Regions from separate parts of the Mus musculus genome. Here all the other regions are linked to region 1. A link is a contact called in public Hi-C and HiChIP or PLAC-seq data. All regions are on one chromosome and are shown on one strand. Each heading gives the region's core, a stretch centred on a gene start, on an enhancer-like site or on the middle of the called end of the contact. The rest is flanking DNA. Distances are from core to core; before and after follow the strand shown. Region 1 holds the start of Eml4 (echinoderm microtubule associated protein like 4). Region 2 overlaps Mta3 (metastasis associated 3). Region 3 overlaps Mta3 (metastasis associated 3). Region 4 holds the start of Mta3 (metastasis associated 3). Region 5 has its middle 23 kb from the start of Kcng3.

Evidence for each region. Hi-C and Micro-C count contacts between places; a contact is called where the count stands out from the background. HiChIP or PLAC-seq counts read pairs in DNA pulled down with a chosen protein or histone mark.
Region 2: a contact with region 1 is called in a Hi-C map of CD8 T cells, with 2.7 times the contacts expected there. The contact joins the enhancer-like site here to the promoter of Eml4 in region 1. A contact is called at or near these places in 1 of 39 promoter capture datasets (hippocampal neurons), 1 of 484 Hi-C or Micro-C datasets (CD8 T cells) and 3 of 115 datasets of contacts at active chromatin or transcription factors (CD8 T cells, effector CD8 T cells and memory CD8 T cells).
Region 3: a contact with region 1 is called in a Hi-C map of adipose-derived mesenchymal stem cells, with 3 times the contacts expected there. The contact joins the enhancer-like site here to the promoter of Eml4 in region 1. A contact is called at or near these places in 1 of 39 promoter capture datasets (embryonic stem cells), 8 of 484 Hi-C or Micro-C datasets (CD4 T cells, the G1E-ER4 cell line, adipose-derived mesenchymal stem cells and 2 more), 6 of 115 datasets of contacts at active chromatin or transcription factors (the HPC-7 cell line, the SCID.adh cell line, embryonic stem cells and 2 more) and 1 of 9 other capture datasets (adipose tissue).
Region 4: a contact with region 1 is called in an H3K4me3 HiChIP or PLAC-seq map of the 230-238 cell line, with 13 read pairs. The contact joins the promoter of Mta3 here to the promoter of Eml4 in region 1. A contact is called at or near these places in 3 of 39 promoter capture datasets (the 3T3-L1 cell line, hippocampal neurons and pre-B cells) and 9 of 115 datasets of contacts at active chromatin or transcription factors (the 230-238 cell line, astrocytes, bone marrow-derived macrophages and 6 more).
Region 5: a contact with region 1 is called in a Hi-C map of CD4 T cells, with 3 times the contacts expected there. The contact joins the enhancer-like site here to the promoter of Eml4 in region 1. A contact is called at or near these places in 2 of 484 Hi-C or Micro-C datasets (CD4 T cells and double positive thymocytes) and 2 of 115 datasets of contacts at active chromatin or transcription factors (effector CD8 T cells and memory CD8 T cells).

Annotation. Positions count from the first base shown.
Region 1 is chr17:83,349,115-83,352,903 of GRCm38.p6, forward strand. It overlaps Eml4 (echinoderm microtubule associated protein like 4), which reads left to right and starts at 1,827. Exons shown (of 23, transcript NM_001379374.1): 1 at 1,827-2,125. The coding sequence starts at 2,101.
Region 2 is chr17:83,770,892-83,774,680 of GRCm38.p6, forward strand. All of the region lies in intron 8 of Mta3 (metastasis associated 3), which reads left to right. Gm46597 (predicted gene, 46597) reads right to left here. Exons shown (of 3, transcript NR_168497.1): 2 at 1,980-2,151; 3 at 748-1,052. Among named protein-coding and RNA genes, the nearest start is that of Gm46597, 5.2 kb to the right of the region's middle. Within about 2 kb of position 2,025, at least 89 of the 459 cell types and tissues checked have an H3K27ac peak or open chromatin away from gene starts, as enhancers often do. A contact at or near this core is called in CD8 T cells, effector CD8 T cells and hippocampal neurons, where this site is marked.
Region 3 is chr17:83,730,205-83,733,993 of GRCm38.p6, forward strand. The region is part of intron 3 of Mta3 (metastasis associated 3); the gene reads left to right. Among named protein-coding and RNA genes, the nearest start is that of Mta3, 26 kb to the left of the region's middle. Within about 2 kb of position 2,202, at least 228 of the 459 cell types and tissues checked have an H3K27ac peak or open chromatin away from gene starts, as enhancers often do. A contact at or near this core is called in the G1E-ER4 cell line, the HPC-7 cell line, the SCID.adh cell line and 4 more, where this site is marked.
Region 4 is chr17:83,704,006-83,707,794 of GRCm38.p6, forward strand. Mta3 (metastasis associated 3) reads left to right here and starts at 2,179. Exons shown (of 17, transcript NM_001379391.1): 1 at 2,179-2,280. The coding sequence starts at 2,253.
Region 5 is chr17:83,653,065-83,656,853 of GRCm38.p6, forward strand. No RefSeq gene overlaps it. Among named protein-coding and RNA genes, the nearest start is that of Kcng3, 23 kb to the left of the region's middle. Within about 2 kb of position 1,712, at least 66 of the 459 cell types and tissues checked have an H3K27ac peak or open chromatin away from gene starts, as enhancers often do. A contact at or near this core is called in double positive thymocytes and memory CD8 T cells, where this site is marked.

The DNA of each region.
Region 1 (3,789 bases), core at 577-3,076:
TTCTACTTCAATTATTGAAAACTTAAAAATTGGTTCACCATGCTAGAAGAAAACCTGACTTACTATTCTCTTCTTTTAGTTAAACATTTTTTAAAAAGCCAATGTCAGGTTTTCATTTGTTGTGCTTGTGCATGCGTGTGCCAGAGGTCAGCCTCAGGTACAGTTCCTCATGAGCTGTTTATGAGATAGGACCTCTCTGTGGAGGCTGGCTGGCCAGGATGCCCTGGCGTTCAGTTTGTCTCTGCCTTCCCAGATCTGGGATTGTAAGTGTACATCAGTACACTTTCCCTGCTTCTGTGGGAAGCACATTACTGACTGTCATCTCTCAGCCTTGCTGTGTCCTGTTTACAACACTGACCTCCTAGGTTTGCTGTGATGTTTCCTTAAGTTTTTAAGTTAGATTTTGTTTGTTGGCTGTTTCCAGAGCTGGGGATCAAACCCAGTGCCTCCTATTTACTAAGCACAATTGGTCACCGAGGTACACTCCCAGGCCCTTAGGAAAGAAGTTTAAAAAGGCATCAAAGGGGAGAGGTATCCTTCAAGGATGTTTAACAATCCTTTCAACCATTTAATTCTGTCAATTCTTTTCATGGCAGTTGTTGTTCCCCATTTCTTCTCTCCTTACTTCAATTTGTTCCTTGTAACCTACAACTCTATTAACAGACATTCTTATTTTTTTCCTAACCCAGCTACTTTAAAAGGTATATCTAATTTAGTCTCTGAGACACCTTACAGTTTTTTGTTACTCTAATCTGCACATCGACCTAGAAGGGACCTAAACTATTCAAATGTCTTTGTAAGGAAAGAGGATAAAATCAGAGGGTTGAGAGCTGGAGAGATATAGCTCAGCGGTTAAGAGCCCTGACTGCTCTTCCAGAGGTCCTGAGTTCAATTCCCCGCAACCACATGGTGACTCACAACCATCTGTAACCGGGTGACAGTGTACCCATATAAATTTAAAAAAAATCTTTAAAAAATAAAATAATAATAATAAAAGATTAGAGGGTTGAAGAAGATGGGATGAGTTTTGGTTGTGCTTGTGCATGCGTGTGCCAGAGGTCAGCCTCAGGTACAGTCTAGCACTTGAATTTGCAAATAAATTAAAGCAAGGCCTAAATTTAGTTAGGTGACTTCATAGATTTGAGCCTAGAACTAAGGTTTATTTAAAAACTAATAGTCTGTGCTATAGTTTCCTGATAGGCTATCCGGTGGCTTTGTGCCCTGATGGGAAGAACAAAAGGAGAGTAAGCCAAGCCAGTCTTTTACGTGCACTTTCCTCATAAGACTTGGGTAAGACGAACTCTTTTCATCCAGCATTAACATTGTTTGCTTGTGCTCTGTCCTAGAACCTGCGGTTGTGGCAGACATGGCCTCAGGCTGGTCAAAAAGTCTTGTCTCTACCTAGAATTCTCACTGACTAGAGGAGAGGGGAACCCCAAGAAGGGGAATCTTTCCTCTCACTCGTTAGCCTCCTCGTTACCTCCCTTCAAAAGAACTCTAGAACTGTGCTCCGCGGGCTTCCCAGAGGGAAAGAATCCCACAGTGCAGGTCAGCTTTCTAGCAGCAGGACACCCACGAGCCCCGTCCACTCAGACCCAGTTTCGGGCTGGAGAATCCTGGTGGCGAAACCGGGCCAGGAACACAAGAGCAGCCAATAGCCTCCTAACTCTCAAGAGTTCTCTGCGGCTGCGGAGGCAGGGCAGAGAGGGAGGGGCGTGTCGCGGGAAGCCCCGCCCCGTTCCGTCACGTGGGGCGGGATCGGAAGCGTGACGGCGTGCGCGGGGGCGGAGCCGTGGCTGCGCGCGGGCGCGGGGGCGGGGCGCGGCGCGGCGCGGCGCGGCGCTCACGGCTGCGGCTTAGGAGAGAGAGAGAGAGAGGGAGAGAGGCCGGGCAGGCGGCGGGCGGCGCGGCTCTCAACCTGATTGACCGACTGACCCTCGGGGCTGACGGGCTGACCGGCGGACGGCGGCGGCGGGAGTCGGAAGCCGCGCCGGGCGACGCTGAGAACCGGCGGGTCAGGTCCCGCGGCCGCCGCACGGTCGGGGCGCTGAATGAAGCGCCCGCCCCGCTGAGCCCCGAGCCCGGCGCGGTCCCCGCAAGATGGACGGTTTCGCCGGCAGCCTCGGTGAGTCCGGCCGCGGGCTCGCGCCCCTCGTACGTAACCCGGGACCCCGGCTTCCTGCGCGCGCGCGCGCCGCGGGCCCTGCTCCCCGGGCTGCCCCTGCGGGTGGCCGCCGCTCCCGGCACATGGTCCCCGCGAGGCTGCAGCCCCGCCGCCGCCTCCGGGACGGGCGGCCCCTCCCCCCATGCAGCCCTCGCCTCCAGACCCTCCCTTCTTCCCAGAGCCCCCTTCAGTGCGGGGGCCCTCCTTCCCCTCAACGACCCTCCAGCCGCTGCTACGTCCCTCCCGGTACACTTAGCACCTTCTTCTGACCCCCCCACCCCGTTAAAGTCAGGGCACCCCTTCATCAAATACAGACTCTCCCTCAGAGTACATCTCTCCACTTAAACGGAATGATAGGCAAGATTGGGGCAGCCTTTCCGGAGGGAGTAGGAATCCCCAGTCCCACTTCTGGATTGGAGTCACCCCTTTCAGTCTTTATATTTGAAGATTTATTAAGTAGCCCTCAGTAACTGACAGCTTCCCTCCACTTCCCTGAACGTTTTGCAGTGGTGGAGAGCATTATCATCTACTCAATACAGGGAAGGAAGAGGCGCATCTGTGTTGGGGGACCCTCTTTAAGAGTGAAAGCAGAAGTATGCTCTCCATGCGTGCTGGAGAGAAGTAATCCTGCCCAATGAACCCATAAGAGGGGGCCTCAATCGGAAAAGAAAGGATTCTCCATTTTTGGAATATGCTGTCTTTGTGGAATGGAGAGAAAGGGATAGGGTATCCTGTTGGCTGAAGTGTTTTCTCAGTGTTCCATTTAACCAGAGTACAGGTGCTAAATGTTGTGACTGACTTGAGGAACAGAACTCCAGGGTAACCAGTACCTGTGTCTGGAATGGCTATTCTTTGAGGCCACTGGAATCCAGTTACTGTAGAGATTTCAGTGTTACGGTGAGAGAAACGATTCTGTTTTTGCTGATACTGCGGTTATGTGATACCAGCGACTGGGTTTGATTTGTATATTTGACTAGTTTATGTGGTAGTAGCGTGTATAGTCGGATGCTTTTCTTTTTCCATTTCGTGATAATAAATCTCTAGTTAGTTAATGTTCACTGATCAGCAAACCATCTGGCACTAAGCCATATTTTAATCTGCCCACACAAGATTGGGATTAGATGGATTTTTTTTTTAAAGTAAAGTTAAAAAGTAAACAGAAGAGCATCAGGCTCTTACAGTTGTTAAATAGTAAAGGCACAATTTTGGTCTTGACTTTCTTGAGGGGAAAAAAAAATCATTGTTGTTATACAGCTTTGAGAATGGAAATCCTAAAATAGGAGCAATGCATTGTGGTTCTTTTCTCTCCAAAGACACCTGTTGTCCATTATCTAACCTTTGATGTTTTGTAATTCCTTACATAGTGAAGTTACTTCCTTCTCGGCCTCCTTTTAGCCAGGCATTAACTCTTAATTTGTTCTTTTTTGGTTTTGTGACTGGGTTCATTTCCCCAGTTCATACTGGCTAGTAGACTGGCCTGCGTGTCTGCTAACATGCAGATTGGGTATCTTTGGGGGGCTGTGATAATCTCTGTATGTAATGTGATCTTTACTCTTGTGCTTGTGCTGAGGAATTCTGGAGGGCTTTAAAAGTGCCTTTTTCACCAATTGAAACACTTAAGTTAA
Region 2 (3,789 bases), core at 775-3,274, 420 kb after region 1:
CCTGCCTTCTCTTGCGGTGGGAACATCATGAAGGTCTCACACAAAGGAAGATGGCCGTGAAGTCACCAGGTAGTGCAACCCTGGTGCCAGTATTGTATGTGTGATGTATGCAATCTGTCCTGGACTGAAACATTGCTACCCTATTGTCACTGGCATTGGTAGAGTGCCCTCCACTCCACCCCTATTTGTGATGTTGGTCACAAGGCCACCCCTTGGCCTGCAGGGCAGTGTCAGCATCGTCAGGGACATGCCTCGCTCCCAGAGGAGACACGTGCTCTGCTTCTCTCTGCTGCTTGGACTCTGGAAACTAAGTAACTTGGAGAGCAGAGTCAAAGAAAGAAGTTTTGGTTGTGGCCTTGAACACCAGGATAAGTCTGCAGGTGATGAACCCAAGGCGCCAAGCAGTTAAGAAGCTGCAGGAGGACCCATCGCCGAGGATCAGTGACAGGCAGGCTTTCTGGTGGCAGGTCTGGACTGAGGAAGGTTGGCTGTGCTGGCTCAATAAGAGATGGACTCGGGTATCGGAACAGCGCTAATGCCTGTAACACAGAATATCTTCTGAAAATGCCGCCCCCTTCCCTGCTCCCATGGGATGTCCCTGAGGTGTCCCTTCCTCACCCCAGCTCTGTCTGGAGTCCTCTGGAGTCGAGTCAGGCATTGTTCTGGCAGCTGCCTGACTGTGTGTTTGCCAGATGACACTGTGGAGAGTTAACTCAGGCGGTCAGGCTTGGTGGCAACAGACATTGCTTTTATTCATTCATTTATTCATCCATTTATTTATTTATTTATTTATTTATTTATTTATATTTATTTATTTATTTATTTAAAGGAAGGCTTTAAGTGTCGTGGTTCAGCCTTGAACTTCCTTGTGTATTGATTTCTGATGCTGTTGCCTCCATCGTGAGCACTGAGATTAGGGTGTGCATTGCTGAGCGGGTGTTGCGAGGTGCTGCTGTCTGGACCCAGGAGTTCGTGTATGTCAGATAAGATTCTGCCAACTGAGACTCTTCAGCCAGTACTTTAGCACGAATGCAGGAGACCTCAGAAGATCACTGGATTTGAATGTGGGGGGAATAGAGTAGAGAATTTAAATACGCCAGAATTTTTGAAAAGAGGCTAAATGCACAAACTCATACTAAAGATTGCTTATGTCATGTAACATCTTTACTGGGCAAGCAAATCGTGTGCTGAAACCCAGTGTCTGTGTAGGGCAGGGTGGCCTCCTGTGAGGTCCGGGGCAGGGGTGAAATGTTTGAACAACAATCGTTTTTTACCACGATGATCAAAATGAACAAAAGATGAGAAATCCCCTTGCCAAGATCTCCTTGTCAGTCTTCCTCCTAAAATACTTGTGTTTGTCATTTCCATCTGTTATGAATGAGATGACATGTGACAACACCTTTGCTTTTTGGCAGAGGGAACAGCTTGTGATCAGTTATGATTTTCAGAATTTAGATTCGAGTGGATCTTGCAGCACGCATGTACGTATCTACGGAGAAGATGCGACCTCTGCAGAGTCTTCCTCTGAGGGGAGACGTAGCTTGTCCTGTGCTTAGTTTTCAAATCCATCTGTAATTTTAAGTTGAGCTATATGTGCAGTAGCATGTGTGGAGTGACTTTCATGGGTGCATGCATCACTGTAAACCCACCAGTGGGTGTAGGTAAGTGTAGTGTCCCCAGAGCTCGCTTGTCTTCCATTCACTATTCTGGAACACAGACAGATGCATCGCACTGAATTTTATTATTATTATTATTATTACTGAATGTTGTTTTTTGTTGTTTTAGAAGCTATGTTCTTTCACTTAAAGCTTTTAAAGAGCATGGTTAGATCACACAGAAGTGCATTCGAAAGCAACGCCTCTGCATGTCAGAAAGCGGAGGCTAGGAGGGACCCTCTGGTTCACATAATGAAATTGCCCCCTAGAGGTTCAGTTCCCACTGACTGCACCACCCCCTCCACCAGGCTGTGGTTGGCTTACTAGAGAAAATGAGTCTCAGTGTCAGTGCAGGCTGGAGCTGACTGGTGGCTGGGAAGCTGTCCTGCAGGCTGCGCCTCCTGAGTTGCTGGGCCGCAGTGCACATCTTTGCATCCGGCTTGTGCTGTGGCTTAAGTGTGGGTTTCCTCTGGTTAAGCAGTTGATGAGCTGTCACCTGAGACAAACACACTGAGTTCTATTGACGTCTTGGTTCCGGAGCACCAGTTAATTATAAAAATTGTCTTTATCTTTTGAGGAATTTCAGCATCACGGTTAATTTGCATGAAATTTTAGAGGAGGTGTTGATCAAACCTCGGGTGGCAAACAAGTCTGGCACTGAGCTACGCTCCAGCCCTCCTGTAATTACTGGCTTTGTTGTTTTTGTTGTTTTGAGACGGGCCTAATATATTCAAGGATAACATTGACCTCCTTGCTACCTCCACATCTCAAGTGCTGGGATTGGCTTGTGAATACTGTCTAGTCTTTTAGTTTTATTGCCTGTTGTCGAGTTAGGACATTCCAAAGTAACAGTTAATGGCCCTATCCTTAGTTGAAAGGATCCCTAAATACTATTGATCGTTCTGATTTTATAATGTGAGAAAGCTCTCAGATTTGGAGATAAAAGAAACAGCGAAATTGCAGGGTCTATTTAGTGAGGTTCACTAGAGAATCAGAAATATATCGGTTGTGAACCTTGACAGGGTGTGAGCAGGAGGCAGGAGCAGGGCGAGCATGCTACAGCCCTGGTGGGGAAGGTAGAGCTTCCCTCAGAGGGTGCTGGCCCACCACCTGCAGCAGATGAGCACAGGGCCACACAGTGACTGGCAAGGGAAACTGACAACAGACATTTTCTTCTGGGCCTTTGTTTCTTGGAATGCAATGATTTGTTTTAAAGTTAAATTTGTTCAAACCTTGTCCAACCAGTTACTGAGCAGATCTGTACAAGTTATTGCCTTTGACACTGTCAGCAAATTCAATTTATGCCCATATGAGCCATGTTGGTCTCACAGTGTGTACGCACCCTTGTGTTGTAGGATTTCACTGGCTGCCTGATTTCAGATTTGTAATCCTCCTGCCTCACTCTTGAGTGCTGGGATTGCAGATATGCACCACCATGTTCAGCTGGAAATATACTTTTAACTAACTAGCTAACTAACTAGTTAATTAGTTAATTGAGAGACGAGGTCTCACTGTATATAGCCCTGCTAGCTGGAACTCAAAGATACTTGCCTCTGCCTCCCAAGTGCTGGAACTAAGGTGTGTGCCACCACGCCCCACCCATTTATGAAGTTTGAAATGATCAACACAAGAGGTTTGTGTAAAAGCTGTAAGGCTTCTGTGAGTTTGAGGTTGGCCTGGTTACCTGGTCTACAAATAGAGTCTAGGACAGCCAGGGTTCTGTTACACAGAGAAACCCCAATCTCAAAAAACCAAACAAGAACAACAACAAAAAGATGCAAGGCTTGACTCGTGCTCTGAAGCCTGTGTGTGTGTGTGTGAGGGACAGACACTTTGCCAGCCAGTCTGTGCTGGTGTACGCACATGCACGGACACAAACATACTTGCACACACAGCTGATTGTCCTGCACTGCAGTTTTCTTAGCATATATAAACGTGTGTGCACATGTATAAAGCACTCTTCCTCTCCAGTAGAGAAACTATCAAAAGCTTTCACAACTTGAAGTTTTATATGTGCTGCTGACTGGGAGACACTTAGGGTCCTGGACGTCAAACCCAACAAGTGGTACATGCCAGTGAGCCATCACTCCCCTACCACACACACACACAAACACACAGAAAGCTGACCATGTGA
Region 3 (3,789 bases), core at 952-3,451, 380 kb after region 1:
TGCCCAGAGTGGTCTTGTGCAGGCAGCCATATCATTGGGAGGATGTGGTCCAGCATCCTGTCACGCCAGGAAGACCTGTCTGGCAGCAGTTGTCCTGGTATCTAGCACTCACAGGGTTCTTTCTCCCTCCTCTGCAGTGTCCCCTGAGCTGTGGGTGTGGGGATGGCTCTGTTGATGTCCCAGTTGCTACTGGTACCGAGTCATATTTTCCTCTGGGTTTGGCCAGTTGTGGATGTATGTGATACCTTCGGTGGGCTGCACAGTGAAACTCCAGTGAGGGATGAGAGGCGCTTGATGGGGTGAAGAGAAGTATTTGTAATGTAGTCAGTCCGAAGCTGTAGTGTTTTAGAGAAATGGCTGTAGTAGGCTCTCCTCTAGGGTCTGACCTCTCCAGCTGCAGCTTCTTGGCTAGGTTTACAGTAGCAGGCATAGGTTCTCTCATTCTGAGCAGGCCTTAAGTTCAATGACATAGTTGTTGGCTGCTGTTGGGGCCGTCTGGTATGGTCAGTCATTGTTGTGGGTGGAGGAAGTCTTTACAGCTGAGTAGGGCTATTTCTTGCTTTTCTCCTTAGCAGTTTGTATGGCATCTAATAATATTATGAGAGCCAGCCCCCACGGAAGAAGGTCTTTAAAGGTCACGCCAACTTGATTTCTCCCAAGTCCTATCACCAAAGTGTGTGGTGTTTTCAGCGTAGGGTATTACTTCCAAGATCTGGGAAGCAACCAAGGGCAATAGCAATTATCTGTGTGTATTGTATTGTTCTCTTAGATTCCTTGACTAACTACTTCCGTGAGGTGTCCCATGTCTGTCACTGGGATTTTTATTAGTCTATGGCTCCTGGGAGAATATTATCACCCTGTAACAATAAAAGTATAGATGTATATGCAACATAAATACATGGACACACACACACACACACACACACACACACGGATAGGGACACATACACATGATGTAGGTATTATTAAGTAAGCTTACAAAAGAATATCTTTCAAATGTCCTTAGTGTTTATGTCCCCTCCTCTCTCCTTCTGTATCACCCTTCTTACTCCCCCACTTCAGTACCCCCGACCCTATTTTAAAATTTTAATATCTATTTATTTGTATGTGTGTACCATGTTGCTTACGTGGTGGTCAGGACAACTTTGTGGATTTGGGTCTAAATTTGGGTACTGGAAATTGTAGTCCTGACTACTCTGGAATTCACTATGGCTGTTTTTGAACTCACGTAAGTCTTTCCTGCCTAGGTCTCTAGAGTGGTGGGATTACAGGCATGTGGATCCTTTTTACGTAGTTTATTATGGGAAGAAATGCTCGACTGTGCTTAGGGAAGACAGTGCTGGTAAATTCAGGACGGTAATGTTTTGCGAGAGCAGTGCTGGTGGTTAGCTGAGAGGAGGAAGCCCTAGGACCATGCTGGGAGTGAGTTCAGGAGGAGGATGCTCTGGGAGGACGGGGCTGGGAGTGAGCTGGAGAGGAAGGCTACTTCTTGTGCTGGTTGTCTGTTGTCATCTTGACACCTAGAGTTACCTGAGACGAGGGAACCACAATTGGGAAAATGATTGGCCTTTGTGGCATTTTCTTGATTAATAATTGATGTGGGAGGTCCCAGCCCTCTGTAGGCAGGAGGTCCTGGGTTCTATAAGAAATCAGGCTGAGCAAATCCTGAAAGCAAGGCAGTAAGCAGCACCCTCCATGGCCTCTGCATCAGCTCCTGCTCCAGGTCCCTCTGCATTCCTGTCCTGACTTCTTTTAGTGGTGGGTGTGACCGAGCCTAGTAAGCTGGGGTACCCTTTCCTTCCCGAGTTGCTTTGGCCGTGGTGTTCTGTCCCAGCAATCGAACCCCTAGCTAAGACACTTGTGGCTCTTTTATTTTCGCTTCTGAAGTTTCACAGTTTACAGCGAGCGGAAAGTTGCATGGTGGCACGCTAAGGCTACAGAATCCCAGATGGATTTTGATTTATTATAAGACTGGGCAGCCTTTGCCAGATGCAGTGTTCTTTGAATAAATGTAAAGCAGAAGTAGCTTATTTCTGATGGGATCCTGACTCGCTGTAGAACTGATGAGTCATGGCAGCTCACTGTGTGAAAGGACCATTTCAGACGGCCTTCTCTTCCCGCTGACTTCCTGTGCGTGGACTGCTCATTTCCACTCCCTTCTGTGAGGTCAGAGTAACGTTCAAAACCACACTAACCTTGCCGGCACCAGCTGCTCATCAGGCCGGGAGTTCTGCAGAGACCGGATGGCACTTGAGGGTGACAGTTTCCCTGCTGATAGAATGTGTGCTTGTAGTTTGCTTAAAATTTTTCGGCTCTATGTAGTGGCACATGCCTTTTATCCCAGCACTTGTAAGGCAGAAGCAAGCAGATCTCTGTATTCGAGGTAGCCTAGATTGCAGAGTGAGTTCCAGGACAGCCAGGGTTACACAGAGACCCTGTCTCCAAAAACAAAAATAAAACAAAACAAGAAATTAAAAAACAAAAACAAAAACAAAAAACAAAAATAAATTCTGGATTGAATGAATTCTGGAATGTAGGCTCCGAGGTTAAGAACACACACTGCTGTTATTAAGGACCGGATTTGGCAGCTTGTTAGCATCTGTAATTCTCCTCTGGGGGACCTGGCTCATTTTCAGGGATACCTGCACTCAGGTGCACATCCCCACCCTACATATTCCTTTTTTTGTTTTAAGTTTAAAGAAGTAACTTCGGCATTTAGTTCACTGCTCTTGCAGGGGACCTGAGTTCAGTTTCCACATTGGGACACAGAGACCTGTAACTCAAGCCGCAGGGATCCAGCGCCCTCTCCTGGCCGTTGTAGGCACTGTACTCGTGGGCACCTGCATTGAGAGCACATTCTCCTGGATACATAATTATTAAGTCTTTAGGACCCTTGGAGGCCCCCAGAAACTGAGCCACCAACAGAAGAGCATTCATGGGCTGGACCTATGCCCCCCACACAGATGTAGCAGAAGTGCAACTTGGTCTTCATGTGGGTCCCCCAACAATTGGAGCAACTGGACCCCTGACTCTGTTGCCTGCCTGTAGATCCTGCTCCCCTAACTGGGCTGTCTTGTCTGACCTCAGTGGGTGTGGATGTGCCTAGTCCTGCAGTGACTTGAGATTGCCCGGGTGGGTTGGTTCCTGGGAGGGACCTCCCCCTTCTCAGCGGTGAAGAGGGAGGGGCCATTTGAGGGGGCACTGGCAGGACCGGTGGAACCGTGATAGGGATGTAAAATGAATAAATAAGTTAATGGAAAGAAGAAAGAAAAAGAAATAAGTCTTTAAAGAAATTCTGCTCTTTTTTACAGTAAATCTTGATAGGCATAATGTCCATTAATAAAAGCTTGAGGTCTTCAATGGGGCTTAAAAGTGTGAGTAAGTCTTTAGGTTACAGAGCAAGAGAACTGCTGGGCAGGTGTTCTCTCAGAAAAATGCATTCAAATTTGGCCTAGAAAATATTCCAGGGTCTGGGGAGGCGGCTCAGTGTGTATCCCCAGCAGGTATGCACCCCCAGCACGCATAGAGCCCTGCTGGTGAACCTTAGCACCATGGAAAGAGGGTGGCTGCTGGAGCCTGCAAGTCCAGCATTCAGAAGACAGGGCAGGAGGATCAGAAATGTTAGTCCATCCTCAGCTAGGTAGATAGCTCAGAGCTAGCCTGGGGTACATGAGACCCTGTCTCAGAAGAGGAGGAGGAAGAAGAGGAAAAGGAGGAGATAGAAGAGAAAAGAAGGAAGAAGAGTTGGGGTGGGGAGGGAAAAGCCCCAACATTTTAAGGATTCTTTTC
Region 4 (3,789 bases), core at 929-3,428, 360 kb after region 1:
GGACAACTTTTGGGAATTAATTTTCTCTTTCCAATGTATTTGTTCCAGGGGTCGAACTTGTCAGCAAGCATGTTTACCTGCTGAGCCATCTCCTATGCACCTCCAGCCCTACTCTTGTTCATATTTATTACTTAAAAATAATGAGAAAGCCTTCTAAAACTTATGATCCATTTCTTTGAATTTTCAGGCGGCATTCTTAGTAGAAGACAGACTTTGCGGTTCATGCTGTTTGGGCCAGAGGGATTAGTTCTGATGCCGGAATACTATTCCAGGTGAACTATCAGCTGATGTGTGTCAGTTTAGAAATGGAGAGTGGTTTCAGATAAGTCACATTATATTTTCGGTAGGATCCCCAGTAAAAGAGTTATGATAAATGATAAATAACAGCTATACTGTCAGCATACCAGAGCTCTTTTGTTTTCTTCCCTGGGCCAGAAGGGCTGAGGACTCACAGTTTGCAAGCTACCAGCGAATCTGAGGCTTTCCAGAGTACAAAAGAATCGACAGACACCTGCTATTCTCAATATTGGATGCTAGAGGAGCTTCAACCAAAATGCAGTCTTCTTTTCCCGGGACAACTCCTACTTTGGCACAGCCCTTTAAATCAGCATCACCAGGCACTCCAACCCACAATACTAGGCCAATGTTTATTGTGCAACAAGGCCTGGGTGTAGTTTGGAATGCCTTGGCTTTCCTAAAAGAAGTTATGTGTTCATTGGGGAGAGTCAGTCAGGAAGATCTCGCTCTGTATCCCAAGCTGGCCACAAACTGGAGCGCCTCCAGCCTTTGCCTATGGAATACTAGGGTTACAGGTGTTTAGTACTATGAGGACCATCTATATTCAAAACCTCATAGAGGGTGTGAGGAACGTGAAAAGGGATCTATAGCTACTCAGCATGGGAAAACTAGCCACTTAAGAGCTTTCTGATGGGACAAGTGATCCTACACCTGTAATATAACCCAGCACTCAGGAGGCTGAGGCAGGAGGCTACAAGAGCCAGCCTGAACTGAGACCCGTATTAAAACAAGTAATGTTGGTGAGGTAGCTCAGTATAGCCAGGCCTGACTATCTGAGTTCAATCTCTACTCCTATGATAGACCTATACATATATATCTCATAGCATTCATGCCCTCACATGATAGATAGATAAATAGATGCATGGATGGATAGATAAGTAAATAAGTGTATTAAGAATTTAAAAACAAACCAACAAACATGAAAAGTTAGTTCTATAGTTAAATGACTAGCCTGTGCAAAGACCTGGCTTCAATCCCCATTAATGCAAAAAAAAAAAAAAACCAAAAAACCAAAAACGGGGATTGGGGCGAGGACGTGCTTTTTGACATAAAACTAGTTAGCTGACCAGCAACCCCAAGCTGTTAGACACGACCTCCTCCTTTTGATGGGGGGAAAACTGCGGATTGTGGAAACCCTGTTCTTCTACCGGCAAAGGAAGCCCTCTTGTGCTGAAGGCCTCCCCTGGTCAAAGCACACGCTGTACACAAAGCCTGTTTAGAGGCAGGGCTAGAGGATGTGTGTGTGTGTGTGTGTGTGTGGGGGGGGGGGTCGGTTTTGTTCAGCCCAGTTTTGGCACAGCCACGACTGACCTGCCAGTGTGGTCGGGGTGAGAAAGTCAGCTTCCAGTTCTTTTCATAGCTGGGTCTCAGACTTGAGCAAGCTGCAAGTACGTAGGGTCTTCTTGGCCCCAGGGCCTGTAGGCTCTAAAGCCACCAAACGTCCTCTCACCACGAGGGAGGGACGCAAACAAGCATCTGTCGCTTGCATTGGCTGCATCGGAGAGTTGTACCCAGAAGGGCGTTCGTGTGCTTGAGGTCACACATAGAGGGGTGTCCCTGGGGAACAGAAGCAGGAAAGGAGAACCTGTCCCAAGGTGGACAGGTGACGCGGGCGAGAGAGACGCTCGGAGTGGCTGAACCTCTGTCCCCACCCTGGTTCTTCCACAGCCCCTGACCCTGGTGTGCTACCCCGAGGCTAGTGCGGGTGGCCCCTGGGGTCTTCGGCCCCCCGCAGCCCGCCGCCCCGTTCCCGCCGTGCTCCGGCCTCCCGGGCCCGCTCGGCGTCGCTCTGCCGGCGCTGGGGGCGGGCACAGCCCCCTCCCTCGGTGTCCCCTCCCCGTCCCTCCCCCTCCCCCGTGGCGAGGCGGCGGCGGCGGCGGCAGCGGCGGCGGTCGAGGCTGAGGCGGCGGCGGCGGGCGGGGCTCGGCTCGGGCTCCGCGGGCGGGCGGGCGGACATGGCGGCCAACATGTACCGGGTCGGAGGTAGGAAGGCTCGGCCCTTCCCGGCCCGTCGGGGAGCGGGCGGTGGGAGCGGGGGTCCGGGCAGCGCACGCTTACTGCCAGCAGCCCGGGAGCCCGGGGCTGAGGGCGCCGCGGGCGGGGCGCAGGGGGATCCCCACCCCCACTCCCCTCCCCCACCGCTCCTGCCCGGCGTCTCGGGGCCAGGCCTCTTCTGGGGACACGCATCGGACACCCCCTTTACGAACGCCCCAAAGGGACAGAGCCCCTGCAAGCCCCCTAGCTGAGTGGTCTTTCCCTCGCGTGGCTTTTGGGCACGAGGGAGGGGGGCTTGAGCACCCCTCACCCCAAACCCCGGCTTCTGCCTCGGTGTTAGCGTGGGCTGGGGACGATGGTGGCCCAGGTGGGGGGCAGAGCTCGACAGGCCTGTTTGCAGAGCCCGGGCCCTGCACCGTCGCTGCTTCACCCCCCATTCCCTTCGGTTTCCCGTTCAGTCCCCCTGAGAGTGGGGCTGTGTGTGGGGCCAGGGAGCCGCAGCCCCAGGTAGGGAGTAGAGCTCAGCCTGGACGTTGGCTCTGCTGTCTGTCTTTCCAGCCTTCTGCAGAAGAGAGAGAAATAAGGTCAAACAAACTTTCCCTGCTCACGACGCCCTCCCTCCCTCCTTCCTGGTAAAATAATAATTCAGATAAGTGGCGTGTTTGTGAGTGAGACTTGCTCTTCCGTCTTTGCTCATTAGCCGAGCTCCTGATGGATGATGGTGGGGGAATGGCCTGGCTAAATGAGGCCACTTAGCAGCAGAGGGCTGGGAGAGAGCCGCCTAGGTAGACCGTGACTGTGCAGTCTAGTCTCTCAGGTAAACACATAGTGGGAAGTTTCCAGCCACTCTGTAGAGGAAAAATCCTGTACCTTTGGTTGAAAACTTGCCATGGTTTCTTTATAAGAAGGGTCTAAATGGAGTTGAATCAAATATAAAAAAAGGGGGGAAAAAAAACAACCCAACACCCAGCCCCTATTCCTCACCATCCCAGGTAGAGCAAGGAAAAGTTTGATACCTGCTTGCCCTTACACATTCTGCCTGCCGATTTTTTTTTTTAAGTTGATGTTTGAAATGAATTTGGGCTGTTAAGCCTTTCTTTTTCTCCTGATTTGTCTCAGGTCAACACTTTTATGTAAGAATCGTTGTTGAGGGCTGGTTGGATTGGAGGGATGAGGCGCTAGTGGGAGGCTGCGTTGATGAGCTCTGATACATAGTGATGAAGGGGTTTGCCTATCATGTTGTGGTGGGGTTGTTTGGTTGTTTGAGGCAAGGTGTCTACTTAGGCCTAGATGCCCTAGGATTCAGTCCTAGACCAGGCTGGCCTCACAGAGATCTGCTTGCCTCTGCTCCATAGGTGCTGGGATTTAAGACCTGTGCTTTTTGTTGTTGTTTGAGGCAAAGTCTTGCTATGTAGCACGAGGCTGGCCTCTGCTTTGTGATTCTCCTGCCTTTGTGTCCCACTCCCCCCAATTACAGCAAGCCATGCTTTTTTTTGT
Region 5 (3,789 bases), core at 462-2,961, 300 kb after region 1:
CTGAAGACAGCTAGTGAACTTATGTATAAATAATAAATAAATCTTTTTAAAAAAATCTTTCCCAAAATAATGAGAGTAAATGAGATAGCATTCTCAGTAGCCACCGTGAAGACAGCAAAAATAAACTGGGGAGATGAGTTGTGCTTTGTTTGGGGTTTTTGGGTTTCGGTGGTAGAGTTTGAACCCAAGACTTTTTGCAGACTTAGCATATGCTCCACTGAGAATTTCTCCCTCCGCTCCTTCACCCAGATTTTCCCCCAGCATATATTAAATATTAAATATATTAAATACTACCATTTCAATTTAATCTAATCAATATATAAAGTTATAATAATGAGATGGAAATTATCAATGTAAAACTTATTACTGGGGTATTATACATTTTCCATGTCTGGTAGCTCACAGCTGTGCGTAACTCCAGCTTCAAGGGATCCAACGCCATTCTCTGGCCTCTGTGGGCCCCTTCACGCAGGCAGCAAACGTGGCACGCACGCACACACACATCATGAAAAATTCAAGGCAAAAGCAGGTAGATCTATTCAAATTGAGACCAGCCTGATCTGTATGGTGAGTTCCAGACCTGCCAGTTACAGAGACTCTGTCCTTAATGCTGGGCACAGTGGCACACAGCTTTAGTTCCAGTACTTGGGAGGCAGAAGCAAGTGGATCTTTATTGCTCTGAGGCTAGCCTGGTCTACATAGTGAGTTCAGGAGTGAATGAATTACATAGTGAGCTATGTAGTGAGACACAGGATCTCAAAAAAAAAAAAAAAAAGTGTGGTTGCCATGGTGACTTCTCACAGCCATAACAGTAATCAGGACAAGCTGCATGCACAAGATAAACAAAATGAATGTTTTAAAAGTATAAATTAAAAATGCAATAAAGAGGGGCACAACGAGTAAGAGCACTGACCGCTCTTCTGAAGGTCCTGAGTTCGAATCCCAGCAACCACATGGTGGCTCACAACCACCCATAATGAGATCTGATGCCCTCTTCTGGTGCGTCTGAAGACAGCTACAGTGTACTTATTTATTTTTTTACAAATGCCATAAAGAGCAGAGCGTGGTGGTGCACGCCTTTAATCCCAGCCCTCGGGAGGCAGAGGTAGGTGGATTTCTAAGTTCAAGGCCCGCCTGGTCTACAGAGTGAGTTCTAGGACAGCCAGGGCTACACAGAGAAACCCTGTCCCAGGGGGGGGAAAATGCAATAAAGAGTTAGGTAGAGTAAAGTGACTTACATTGACCTTTGGCCTCCACACACTCACCTGTACTCACATGCAGACAGACATAGAGACAGACTTTAGCGCTTTAGAACTAAAATTGAATGAGCTTCCTCGCTACTGTTCTTGATTGGATGTTTGGGGTGTCGCGCGCCTTTTTGCTAAAGTAAACTGCCTTGCCTGGTTACCTTCTCGTGTTCAGATGTCAGTTTGGGAGGCAGCTGGGTTACTGTTTGCCGCTGATTCTGAGCTTATCCTAAACCTGAGCTCCATCTGGAAGAGCATGCGGGTCTCCCCCCTTGGAGAGGTGCATCTCACAGGCCTGTTGGGGTGGACCCAGGATCTCAGATACACGGCACCACTTGGATAGGTGGAGATCCCAGGATGGAAAGTGTCTGAGCACCACAGGAAAGGTCCATGTAAGCGCTCTGGCAATCTCGCAATGCCTTGTGGGAAACAAGGTCATGACACTCTCAAGGAGTGACGAAGTATTTCCTTAGTGGAGGGACATCCGGTGGTTGTGTGTTGTGTGAGAATAAAAGAGATGTGCTCCGAGCTAGACGACTTCCTGTTTGGGGGTGGGGGTGGGGCAGCAAATACCAGCAACCTAAAGAAGAAAATCAACCTTGTAAAAGTCCTTGATAAAGATCTGGAACCGGCTGGGTGTATTCACACCAGTGACCTCGGCAGGACCTTGAGGCTGACACAGGAGAATCACGGTGGTTTTGAGGTCAGCCGGCACTACCGAGCGAGTTCTAGAACAATCCAGATGTCATGGTGACAACCTGTCTGGCATAAAAAGGGAGCGAGAGAGATGGCTCTGAAACTCAGCATAGAGAGCTACAGGGCCTGGATTGAATTCCCTAGCACCACAAAAATAAAGAATAAATCAAGCCCGGCCTAGCCCCAGACCCTGAGTGCCACATGGAAACACCCTGATGTTTGTTCTGGGCATAGTTGTTTATGAATGGATTGCCAGGCCAATTCAGAACAACACACCTCACGGCTTCATTGTGCTTGCTTTCTTTTTTTCAACACAGGGAATTAAACCCAGGGTCTCATATGCTAAGAAGTGTCCCTGCTCACCTCTCCAGTCTTGAGAAACAGGGATTTGGGGAGGAGATAAAGTTGGGGGGAGGGGGGGCTATGGGGAGGTGAAGTTGAAATAGGGCCTCCTAAAGGCCAGACTGGTCTCACTATATGGCCAAGGATAATCTTGGGCTCCTGGTCCTCTTGTCTAAGTGCTGGGTTACAGGAGTTCTCCAGCATACCTGACTATTCTGATTTAGCCTCTTGATTGCTGGCAATGGCCACCAAGTGTGGTGCTAGAAACAGACTTTCCCTTCCCTCCCTCCCTCCCTCCCTCCCTTCCTTCTTTCCTTCCTTCCTTCCTTCCTTCCTTCCTCCCTCCCTCCCTTCCTTCCTTCCTTTTCCTCTTTCTTCCTTCCTTTTTTTCTTTTCCCTCCTTCCTTCCTTCCTGCTTTTTTTTTCTCTAATATCTCTGTGTAGCCCTGGCTGTCCTAGAACTCACTCTGTAGACCAGACTGACCTTGAACTCACAAAGTCATGTTTCACCACGCTAAGATAGAACCAGACATTCTACAGCCTCCTGCTGGCTGCATGTCTGTTCCTTCCTGCCAGGGAATGGCTTCTGCTCGGCTCCTGCGACAGATCAGATTGTTGCTGAGCCTTGACCTACCTCCACTGGAAATTTTACATTGTCAGGGAATAGCTCTGATCAGTCCTCTGAGAATCACAGGCTTTGTTAAAACACCAGGGACTGGGGCTGCAGAGATGGCTCAGTGATTAGGAGCACTGACTGCTCTTCCAGAGGTCCTGAGTTCAAATCCTAGCAACCACATGGTAGCTCACAATCATCTATAATGAGATCTGGCGCCTCTTCTGACATAGAGCTATATATGCAGAACACTGTATATAATAAATAAATGAATCTTTAAAAAATAAAATATTAATAATATGTATTACAGCCATCATGGGCTTTGGGTTTGTAGATACAGGGGTAAAAAGGGCATAGTTAGAAAATATATCTGCCTGTTATTAATGTTTTTTGAGATATGGTCTTTAGCCCAGGATGGCTTTACTATGAAGCTATGGGTGATACTTGCTGCCAAGTCATGAAGACCAGAGTTAAGATTCTGGCACCCAAGTAATGAGCCAGGCATCCAGCAAACTCCTATAACTCCAGGCTTCGGGGAATCAGTGTCTTTTCACGAGGTCGTGTGCATTCACACACATTTGAATATACTTACACAGAAACACACAAATAAAGATATACTGGCCGGGCGTGATGGCACATGCCTCCAATCCCAGCACTCGGGAGGCAGAGGCAGGTGGATTTCTGAGTTCCATGCCAGCCTGGTCTACAGAGTGAGTTCCAGGACAGCCAGGGCTACACAGAAACCCTGTCTCGAAAAAAACAAAAACAAAAACAAAAACAAAACAAAAAGTTGCTTACTGCTAAGGCTTGTGACCTGAACCAGGTCCTGGAACCCACACTGGTTGAAGAGGAAATCAACTCTTTTTTTTTTTTAAGATTAATTTATTATTA